2 separate regions of the Rattus norvegicus genome follow, and region 2 is linked to region 1. A link is a contact called in public Hi-C data. All regions are on one chromosome and are shown on one strand. Each heading gives the region's core, a stretch centred on a gene start, on an enhancer-like site or on the middle of the called end of the contact. The rest is flanking DNA. Distances are from core to core; before and after follow the strand shown.

Region 1 (4,365 bases), core at 910-3,409:
ACCCATGACTCCCTTGATTGCCCTCACATCTCTTCCCTGCTGGCCCTTTGTAACAGTGTCGCTCCTGACACCTGGTGTAAAGAGCAAACAGCCACAGCTGATCAGTGTAGGGTCACTTTCTATTAGAAGCAGTAGCTCTGACTTAGGAACTTGGTTTCCTGCATCTCTGATTGTGCACCTTCTCAGGGCCTGAGGCCCCTTCCAAAAGGGAGTTGGAATGAGGAATTGCTGACCATTGGAGATGCATTTGGGAAAGAATAAAGTCTACTGCTAGTTAGACTTGTGGCTACAGGCAATGACTTTTTTTTTCCTTCTCACAGAGGATGTCACCCCCATCCCCTCTGACAGCACTCGAAGGAAGGGTGGTCGTCGGGGTCGCCGTCTGTGAACAGGACTTCTCAAGTTATTTTCTGTTAATAAATTGCTTTGTAAGCTATTTTGGTTCTGATGCTTATTTGTTTTAATAATTTATTTTTCTGCACGTTGATGTATAAAACCTAATAGGACCTGTGTGTCTGTCCTATGTGAAGGTATCAGATTCCCTGGAACTGGAGTTAACAATTGTGAGCTGCCATGGATGTTGAGAATTGAACCAGAGTCCTCTGGAAGAGCTGCCAGTATTAACCCTATTAACCACTGAGCCATTTCTCCAGCCCCTGGTGTGTGTGTATATAAATAAGTATATTTTTTAATTTATTATTAACCACTATGTGGTTGCTGGGATTTGAACTCAGGATCACTGTAAGAGCAGTCATTGCTCTTAACCACTGAGTCATCTCTCCAGCCCTGGTGTTTGTTTTTGAGACAGGGTTTCTACATAGCCCTGGCTGTCCTTAAACAGTGTAGATGAGGCTGGTATCACACTAAGGAGATCACCTTCCAAGTGCTGAGATTAAAGCTCTGCCACCATGCCCTGCAATTCTGGTATTGTCATTTGTCACTGAGGTACACAACAAGGCAAATAGTATATTGTTTGAGAGGATTCAAAGACTACTATAGGACACAGTAGGGTTGTCTCAGCTTCTGGTGTGGGTTGGGCAAGCCTAGGTTCTAGAAACTGGTTTTCTAGGAAAGGGAAACTGGGACCGTGAGATGCTGAGGCAGTACAGTAGCTCTATGGCATTTGCCAGCCAGTCTCCAAACTTCCTGTTCATAACCCAGGCAATGGGGGACACTCAAACCCCAGCAGGCAGGGCTAGACCACAAGTTGGGAGCCAATCCGGTCTACATAGGGACCTCTAGGCCAGGGTGACATTGGAATGTAAGATACCAGAGAGGTGGGGCTGTTTGGATGATCTACACATGAACCAATTTCTCTTGGCTGGTTTCACTGTAGTTCAGGCTGGCCTCAATTCTCTTGAGTGTAGTGTTGGGGTTACAGGTATAAATTAGCCAGTTTGGTTATATTTTTTTAAATATTTAATGTATATGATTACATTGTAGCTGTCTTGAGATATACCAGAATTTGTTATAGGTGATTGTGAGCCACCATGTGGTTGCTGGGACTTGAACTCAGGACCTCTGGAAGAGCAGTCAGTGCTCTTAACCGCTGAGCCATCTCTAGCCCCTTCGGGGTTTTCAAATGGGTCTTAACTGTGTAGTTTTAACTCTGGAATAAGTTGTGTAGATCAGGCTGGCCCACAGAGATCTGCCTGTCTCTGCCTCCACCAATAGGTAGAAATTAAAGGCACATTCCACCACCAAGCTTCCTATTTTGTTCTTAAAGGGCCAGAGCAGGGGCAACTTGATCCAAGTACAGCCTGAGCTGGAGGAGCCTTCCAGACCTGAGCCATATATAAACCTGTGTGGGTGTGTTCCTTCCCCCAACACCGGCTGTGCGAGATGGGTAGCTTGTACTTCTGTTGCTTTCCTTAGCAGTTCTCTGAGGTTGTTCCACATTGGTACATAAAGTACCTAAGAACCAGTCACCCCACAAATACCAAGTCCTATTTTCATCAGCAGTAAAACAGATAACGGTTCTTGCTTTCCAGAAGCTTGCTTCCAGCTCCAAGGACACAGTGTTATCAGGAACTGAGCGTTCTGGAAGGGTTTGCTTTTCTATTTGAGACGGTCTCACTGTGTCTCTCTGGCTAGCCTGGAACTCAACATAGATCCAACTGCCTCCCTCTGTCTCCTTAGTTCTGGGATTAAAGGCGTGTGCTGCCATGCACGCTCATGCACTGAGTTAATGTGCATTGGTGCTTTGCTTGCACGTATGTCTCTGTGAGGGTGTTGAATCCCCTGGAACTGAAAGTAGACACAGTTCTGATTTGCCATGTAAGTGCTGGGAATTGAACCCAGGCCCTTTGGAAGAGCAGCCAGTGCTCAACCACTGAGTCATCTCTCCCAACCCCCCACCAACTCCATGCGCTGAGTCTTAAAGATCAGTCTTTTTTTTTTTTTTTTTTTTTTTTTTCGGAGGTGGGGACCGAACCCAGGGCCTTGTGCTTGCTAGGCAAGCGCTCTACCACTGAGCTAAATCCCCAACCCCCTTAAAGATCAGTCTTAAGCCTTTTAGGTGCCACTCTCCTATAATACAGCTAAGAAAGCCGGTATGAAAAGTAATTTGGCAAAGTTGTCGCTCTTGGTGGTTCACCTGTAATCCTAGTAAAGTTAGGGTTGCCATGCAATTGGGGCTATCTTGAGTTACAATTTGAAACCTGCCTCAAAAAAAGGCAGTGGGAGCATGTCTTTAACCCCAGAACTCTGGGAGGCAAGGGCAGGCAGAACTCTGTATTGGGTCCATACACTGAGACCCTGTTTCACTGGCAAAGGCGTTTTGGTTTTCTTGTGTGTGTGTGTGTGTGTGTGTGTGTGTGTGTGTGTGTGTGTGTCCATCTGCTGTGTGTATTGAAGGAGGTTGCTATCCTGGAGCTGAAGCTACAGGGGGTTTGTAAGCGCCACCTGACCTGGGTGCTGAGGCCTTAACTGCTGAGTTCTCTCAAGCCCATTGCCAAATATTTGATTCCTGAGTTGCACTTTGTTTTGATTGGAAGGGACAGGGTTCCCCATGTAGCCCAGGATGGTCTGTGTTTTCCTGCTTGGCTCCTCAGTGCTGGGATTACTGGAGTGTTCTATCCAGGTGACATAGTATTTTAAGATTCATCCATATTGTGGCACATGCACACACCCCATTCCTTTGTTGGATAATACAGAGTTTTCTGGATGCATAAACTACTACACATTTTACCTAAATGGAGGCCGGGGAGATGGCTCAGTGGTTAAGAGCACTGGCTGCTCTTTCAGAAGACCCAAGTTCAATTCCAGCCCTGCCATGGTGGCTCTCAACTGTCTGCAACTTCAGTTTCAAGGGATCTGATGCCTCTCTGGCCTCCAACGGCACTGAACACACATGGAGTGCAGACATAAATTCAGTCAAAACACATAAATTTCAAAACAAAAGTTGAGAAAATTAAATGGGATAAAGATCTGGCTCAGACCCGACTACTCTTCCAGAGGTCCTGAGTTCAATTCCCAGCAACCACATGGTGGCTCTGTAAAGAGATCTGATGCCCTCTTCTGGTGTGTCTGAAGACAGCTACAGTGTACTTATATATAATAAATGAATAAATCTTTAAAAAAAAAAAGCTGGCTCAGGTTAGGAACGTGTGTGGAGAACAAAAATTCACAAAATTCGCAGTATTCATAGGGTGTGGGAGACTCAGAAACCTTTCTGCTTTTATCTCTAGCTTGGCTAGAGTCTGATGTTCTCATATACACGTGCATGCAGGCACACACAAAATAAAACCTTTAAAATTGGGGAGCCTTGGGGGCGCGGAAGAAACGACTCAGCAGTTAAGAGCACTTGCTCTTGCAAAGGACCCGGGGTCAATTCCTAGCATCCACATGGCAGCTCACAGTGTCAAAGACTCCTCTCCTGGTCTCCATGGACAGTGGTACATGGATGCATAAGTAGGCACATACATGAACATAACAATAAATTAGTAGGGCTGGAGAGATGGTTCAGCACTGAGCTCATCCAGAGGTCCTGAGTTCAATTCCCAGCAACCACATGGTGGCTCACAATCGCCTGTAATGGGATCCGATGCCCTCTTCTGGTGTGTCTGGGGGCAGCTACAGTGTACCCCTATACATTAATAATTTTTTTAAAGTAAAGATTATTTTATTTTATTTATGAGTGGTTCATTTAAATGAATAGTTAAATGTTTAAAAATTCTGGTGTGGGTCAAGCAAGTAAAGGCACTGGTGTCCTGCTGACTTGAATTCAGTCCCTGGGACTTGCATGGAGGAAAGAGAGCCCAGCTTCCACAAATTGTCCTCTGACCTCCAGAAGGGTACTATGGAACATGGCACCCCCACACATACACACATAAATGCAATAGCACATTAAAAAAAAATAGTGTG
Region 2 (4,365 bases), core at 1,113-3,612, 280 kb after region 1:
CCTGATGATGCTCCCTATAGTCATGGCGCCACAGAGAGCCATGGGCAGGTCAGGGGAACGACAGGGTCAGATGGGTGCTTTAGAGAAAGGAAGTGAGGCCAGAGGGGACGAGGGAGACTGAATGGTCATGATGGGGCAAGGGACATGGAGATGCTCCTGAGGGGGCCTGGGGAGATGCACTGTGGAGTGCTAGCATGGCTGAGACTTCTCCAGGAAAATGTGCCCTAGGATGAAGGGATGGGTTCTTTCCTTCCCAGGTTTCTGATCCCACTTGAAACTGTATCCTCATCCTCCAGACCCTTCTCTGGCTCCCAGGATTGGGGTGGAGCAGGGCAGCTTCCTAACTGGTACTATAAGATCACACCCATGTCAGCTGGATCTGGGAAGGCGAGAAGTGCCAAACTCTGTCAGGTCCAGACCAGACCATTGTCACTTGCTCACTGCCCAGCTGTTAGCCAAGGATTTTGTCCCTGGCTGCAGATTCCTCTTACCCACCCCCTCCAACATCCCGTCTAGAACTGGCTGCCTCTTCTGAGCTGAGTCATGGCATCCCAGTCTGGGTCAAGGAGACTCACCCCACCCTCACCCCTAACCCGGCATTCCAGGTCCACAGGGCAAGGGTCCCGAGAGCTATAGCGTCAGTCTGGAAAGTTTTTCCACTCTCTTGACTTGGGCTGTAATAATGGGACGACAGAGAGGCAATAGCTATATTTCCTTCCATTGGTGCAGGGGCCGTGCAGGGGCCCTGATTTGGAAGATAGGACCAAGCCAGGGAGCCAGTTTGTGTCTACTTTGGTCAGTGATTTAGCAGGTCTCACCTCTGAATCTCTGTCACAGGTCTCCCTGTCATAGGGCGGGTTAAGGAGGGTGACTGTCCTGTTAAGAGACACATAAAGCCCCGGTAGGGGTTGGTGAGCTCCAACAGCCCAAAACCCATTTGAGACCATCCTGGAGAGAGAGAAAGAGAGAGAGAGAGAGAGAGAGAGAGAGAGAGAGAGAGAGAGAGAGAGGGAGGGAGGGAGGGAGGGAGGGAGGGAGGGGGAGGGAGGGAGGGAGGGAGGGAGGGAGGGAGAGAGAGAGAGGATTTTTCATGTCCCATCCCAATCCTCAGCTTCCTGTCTGTTCAGTGATCTGTTCAGTGAGCCTCAGAAAGGGATAGGTAGATGTTTCCTGGCTGCAGGGCATTGACATTCCAAGGTTCTGACCCTGTGACCCCAGGATTGGGCCTCCTGCTTGGGTATCTTGTTTATTCAGAACTTGGTGGGACTGAAGCTGGCCGACTCCACCGAGTGCCCCTTTGAACCGCAGCTGGCTTTCTGCTCTCCCATCCCATTGGGTTTCTGTCTGAGCTGACCTCTGCCTCCACTCAGTGCCAACAAAACCCTCCACATTTGCAACCAGCTTGGTGGCTACTCACTCTTTCTTTCTTTCTCTCTCTCTCTCTCTCTCTCTCTCTCTCTCTTTCTTTCTTTCTTTCTTTCTTTCAAGTACCCTGTAGCTGTCTTCAGACACCAGAAGAGGGCATCAGATCTCATTACAGATGGTTGTGAGTCACTATGTGCTGGGAATTGAACTCAGGACCTCTGGAAGAGCAATCAGTGCTCTTAACCACTGAGCCATCTCTCCAGTCCCCTTAGCGGCAACTCTTAAGCCTAGGTATTGTCTCATTCTCATCTTAGAACATAGATTTGTGCCCCTGTCGTAGGCACTCCTGGGCTACTCCATACCTCTGGAGCCTGCCTTGGGTCCTTCCGACATTCAGTCACCAAGTTCTGCCGGGCCTCAGCTACATTCGTCTCCAAGCCATCTGTCTCAGTCAGTCCCCACCCACTGCCCTCTGCCCAACCACACATTGTACCAAGGGAAATCTGCAGGGGGTGGCAGGCGGTGGACAGGCACGCTGCCTCATTTCAGCCGGAAGGTTCCTCTTGTCTGGTCTGCATCTCTTGGCAATTTCCCAAAAGCAGTTTCTGCCTCCATTCTCTTACCTATAAAATGGGAATAATCCTCCACCTCAGAGCTGTCAGAGGATCCAGTGAGGCAATGCGTGCCTCAGCAAGTGAGGCTTAGAGCTCCTCTATGCTTGTTCACGGATACGTGGGCAGAGGGTGACTGTGAGTTTGTGTACACATGCTCTGGATATGTCCTATGTTGGGGGATGGGGTGGTTTACATGAGTGACTGTTATACACAAGGGCCTCTCTGATGAACACACCGTAAAGTATCCAAGCATCCGTCTGTGCAGCGTACACGTGCGGTGGGCACTGAGGGGGCCGTGTGTGCGTGGGTCTTGTGTGGGCATGCACATGGTTCGTGCCTGAATGAGGGCTGGGCGCACACCCGAATAGCTACTCGTGTGTGTGTGTGCGCTGTAGAAGAGCGTGTGTGAGAGAGCGTAGGCAGCATCTGGACTGTGCATGTGTTCACCGTATGCAGGCCTCCCTTTGGCAGCAATACAGGTCCCCCCCCTTCCCAGACTGCTTGTGTCGTGGGAGCCTCAGGACCCCGAGGGAGGAAAACTGATGCTGGCGGATGTGGCCAAGATGGGCTAGATTTATTTAGATTAAAATGGTGGGAAAGGAGTGGGAAACTGTGCACGCTGTGACAAGCGGGAAGGCCAAGGCTCTGAGGATGACTCCCAAGCCCGCTCGTTCCCCCGGGGGTCACTCCTGTTCCCTAAGGGGTGTCTCACATCTGTCGTGAAAAGCTGAGCAGACCCCTTCTCTGGACCTACCCTGAACAGAGCAATACCAAGGACTTCCTGACCACAGCCAGGGAGTGGGGTTTGGAGATTTTTCTACCCACACTGATGAATCCTCCATCTGCGGCTGGCCGCCCATACCCACTTCCACACCCGAGTTTATTTGGTGGGAAGTCACCTGAGAAAACACCTAACTTCTAGCTGTGTGGAGAAACTGTGGCCGTTTAGACAGTGTGTCTGAATCTACCCCCTAGATCAGTGAGATGAGATGGGTCATGGATTCCCAGGTACTGTGGCCTCAAACATGACATCAGCATACCTGACCAGCCATTTCTTCCTCAGGCCACCCCACTGAGAATAATGGCGGCCAGACATTCTCATCAGTAAGTCAGACAGGTAGAACTTTTGAATAGTGACAGCTTTTTAAGATCACAGAGCTGGGCGTGGTGGTGCACACCTTTAATCCCAGCACTTGAGAGGCAGAGGCAGGCGGATCACTGAGTTAGAGGTCAACCTGATTTACATAGTGAGTTCCAGGACAGCCAGGGCTACACAGAGAAATCCTGCCCCCCCCCCAAAAAAGAACCCAAAATAAAACAACAACAAAACCCCAAGCAAACCAAAAAAGAAGACCATCACAACCTGTCTGGGAATGAATATGCAAATGAGTTGGGCTGGCAGGAGATCTGGTCATTGTCACAGTGGGTTCAAGGGCCTGGTGAGGGGAGCTGTTCAAGTCCAAGACTGCTGGCATCTGTGACTTGCAGTGTCCCTCAGCTCCTTTGCTTAGTCTGTCCTTCCGACAGACAGCTGGAACCCACTTTGTGTCTATGTGACCTGGTCATGATTCTGAGCCTCTCTGGGTCTCTACTTCCCGTTTAAGAAGGCTCCTTCCTGGCTTAGAGCCCTTACTTTTAGCTACCCCAGCCTTATTCCCTGCTGGAGAGGGCCTGAGAAGGGAAGATGGTGTGCCACAAAGTAGAAGGGTTGGGGACTGCATGCCAGGGGTTCCAGCCTACAGGGTCAACACAGCCTACCAGAGTCAGACCAGCCTCCTTACAGTGACCTCCCATCCCCTGGCCAGCGGGCCAAATTCCTCCTTTAGAATAATAAACACTGTGGCCAGCCAGGGAGGGTTGGGAGGGGAGGGGAGGAAGGCTGAGATGGGTCCTCCCCCACCCTGGGCTGCTATGATTTTCTTTGGCCCACATCTCTGGCAGGAAGTGGGGAGCGAGAGGGGCACGCACCAAGGGGGAAGATGGCCTCTGTAGGGCCTGTTGGCCGTGCACCCAAATGCTGTCTAGGCAGTTCCAGGATGCCTGGTGTCCAGCTGGAGGGGTCGACACTAGAGGGATGTCATAGGGAAGACGGAGAATGGGACATCAGGAAGGTTTTGACCAAGGATAATTCTGAGAGGAGAAACTCAGGGCCCTGCAGGCTGTCGAAAGATGGGGTAAAGCAGGTCTGTGCAGCTTGCTTCTTAAGGTGTTGAACAGAGCTAGAGTTCTGTCTTGAGGTGTCTGATGCACCATGTGTGACTATAGCCCTCACGGATGATGCATTCATTAGCTTCTCTCTAGCTGGAGGCTCTGCCCGCAGACAGGGCTCAGGCAGTGGAGCTCGTGAGACCTGACTCCTCAGCCCCAGGGAAAGTGATGGAGCTGA

The links. Hi-C and Micro-C count contacts between places; a contact is called where the count stands out from the background.
Region 2: a Hi-C map of prefrontal cortex shows a contact between it and region 1, with 3 times the contacts expected there. The contact joins two enhancer-like sites. A contact is called at or near these places in 3 of 12 Hi-C or Micro-C datasets (the A7r5 cell line, frontal cortex and prefrontal cortex).

What each region holds. Positions count from the first base shown.
Region 1 is chr18:56,502,657-56,507,021 of GRCr8, forward strand. It overlaps Rps14 (ribosomal protein S14), which reads left to right. Exons shown (of 5, transcript NM_022672.1): 5 at 321-388. The coding sequence ends at 388. Among named protein-coding and RNA genes, the nearest start is that of Rps14, 6.6 kb to the left of the region's middle. Within about 2 kb of position 2,160, at least 16 of the 93 cell types and tissues checked have an H3K27ac peak or open chromatin away from gene starts, as enhancers often do. A contact at or near this core is called in prefrontal cortex, where this site is marked.
Region 2 is chr18:56,780,154-56,784,518 of GRCr8, forward strand. The region is part of intron 1 of Pdgfrb (platelet derived growth factor receptor beta); the gene reads left to right. Among named protein-coding and RNA genes, the nearest start is that of Pdgfrb, 12 kb to the left of the region's middle. Within about 2 kb of position 2,363, at least 33 of the 93 cell types and tissues checked have an H3K27ac peak or open chromatin away from gene starts, as enhancers often do. A contact at or near this core is called in prefrontal cortex, where this site is marked.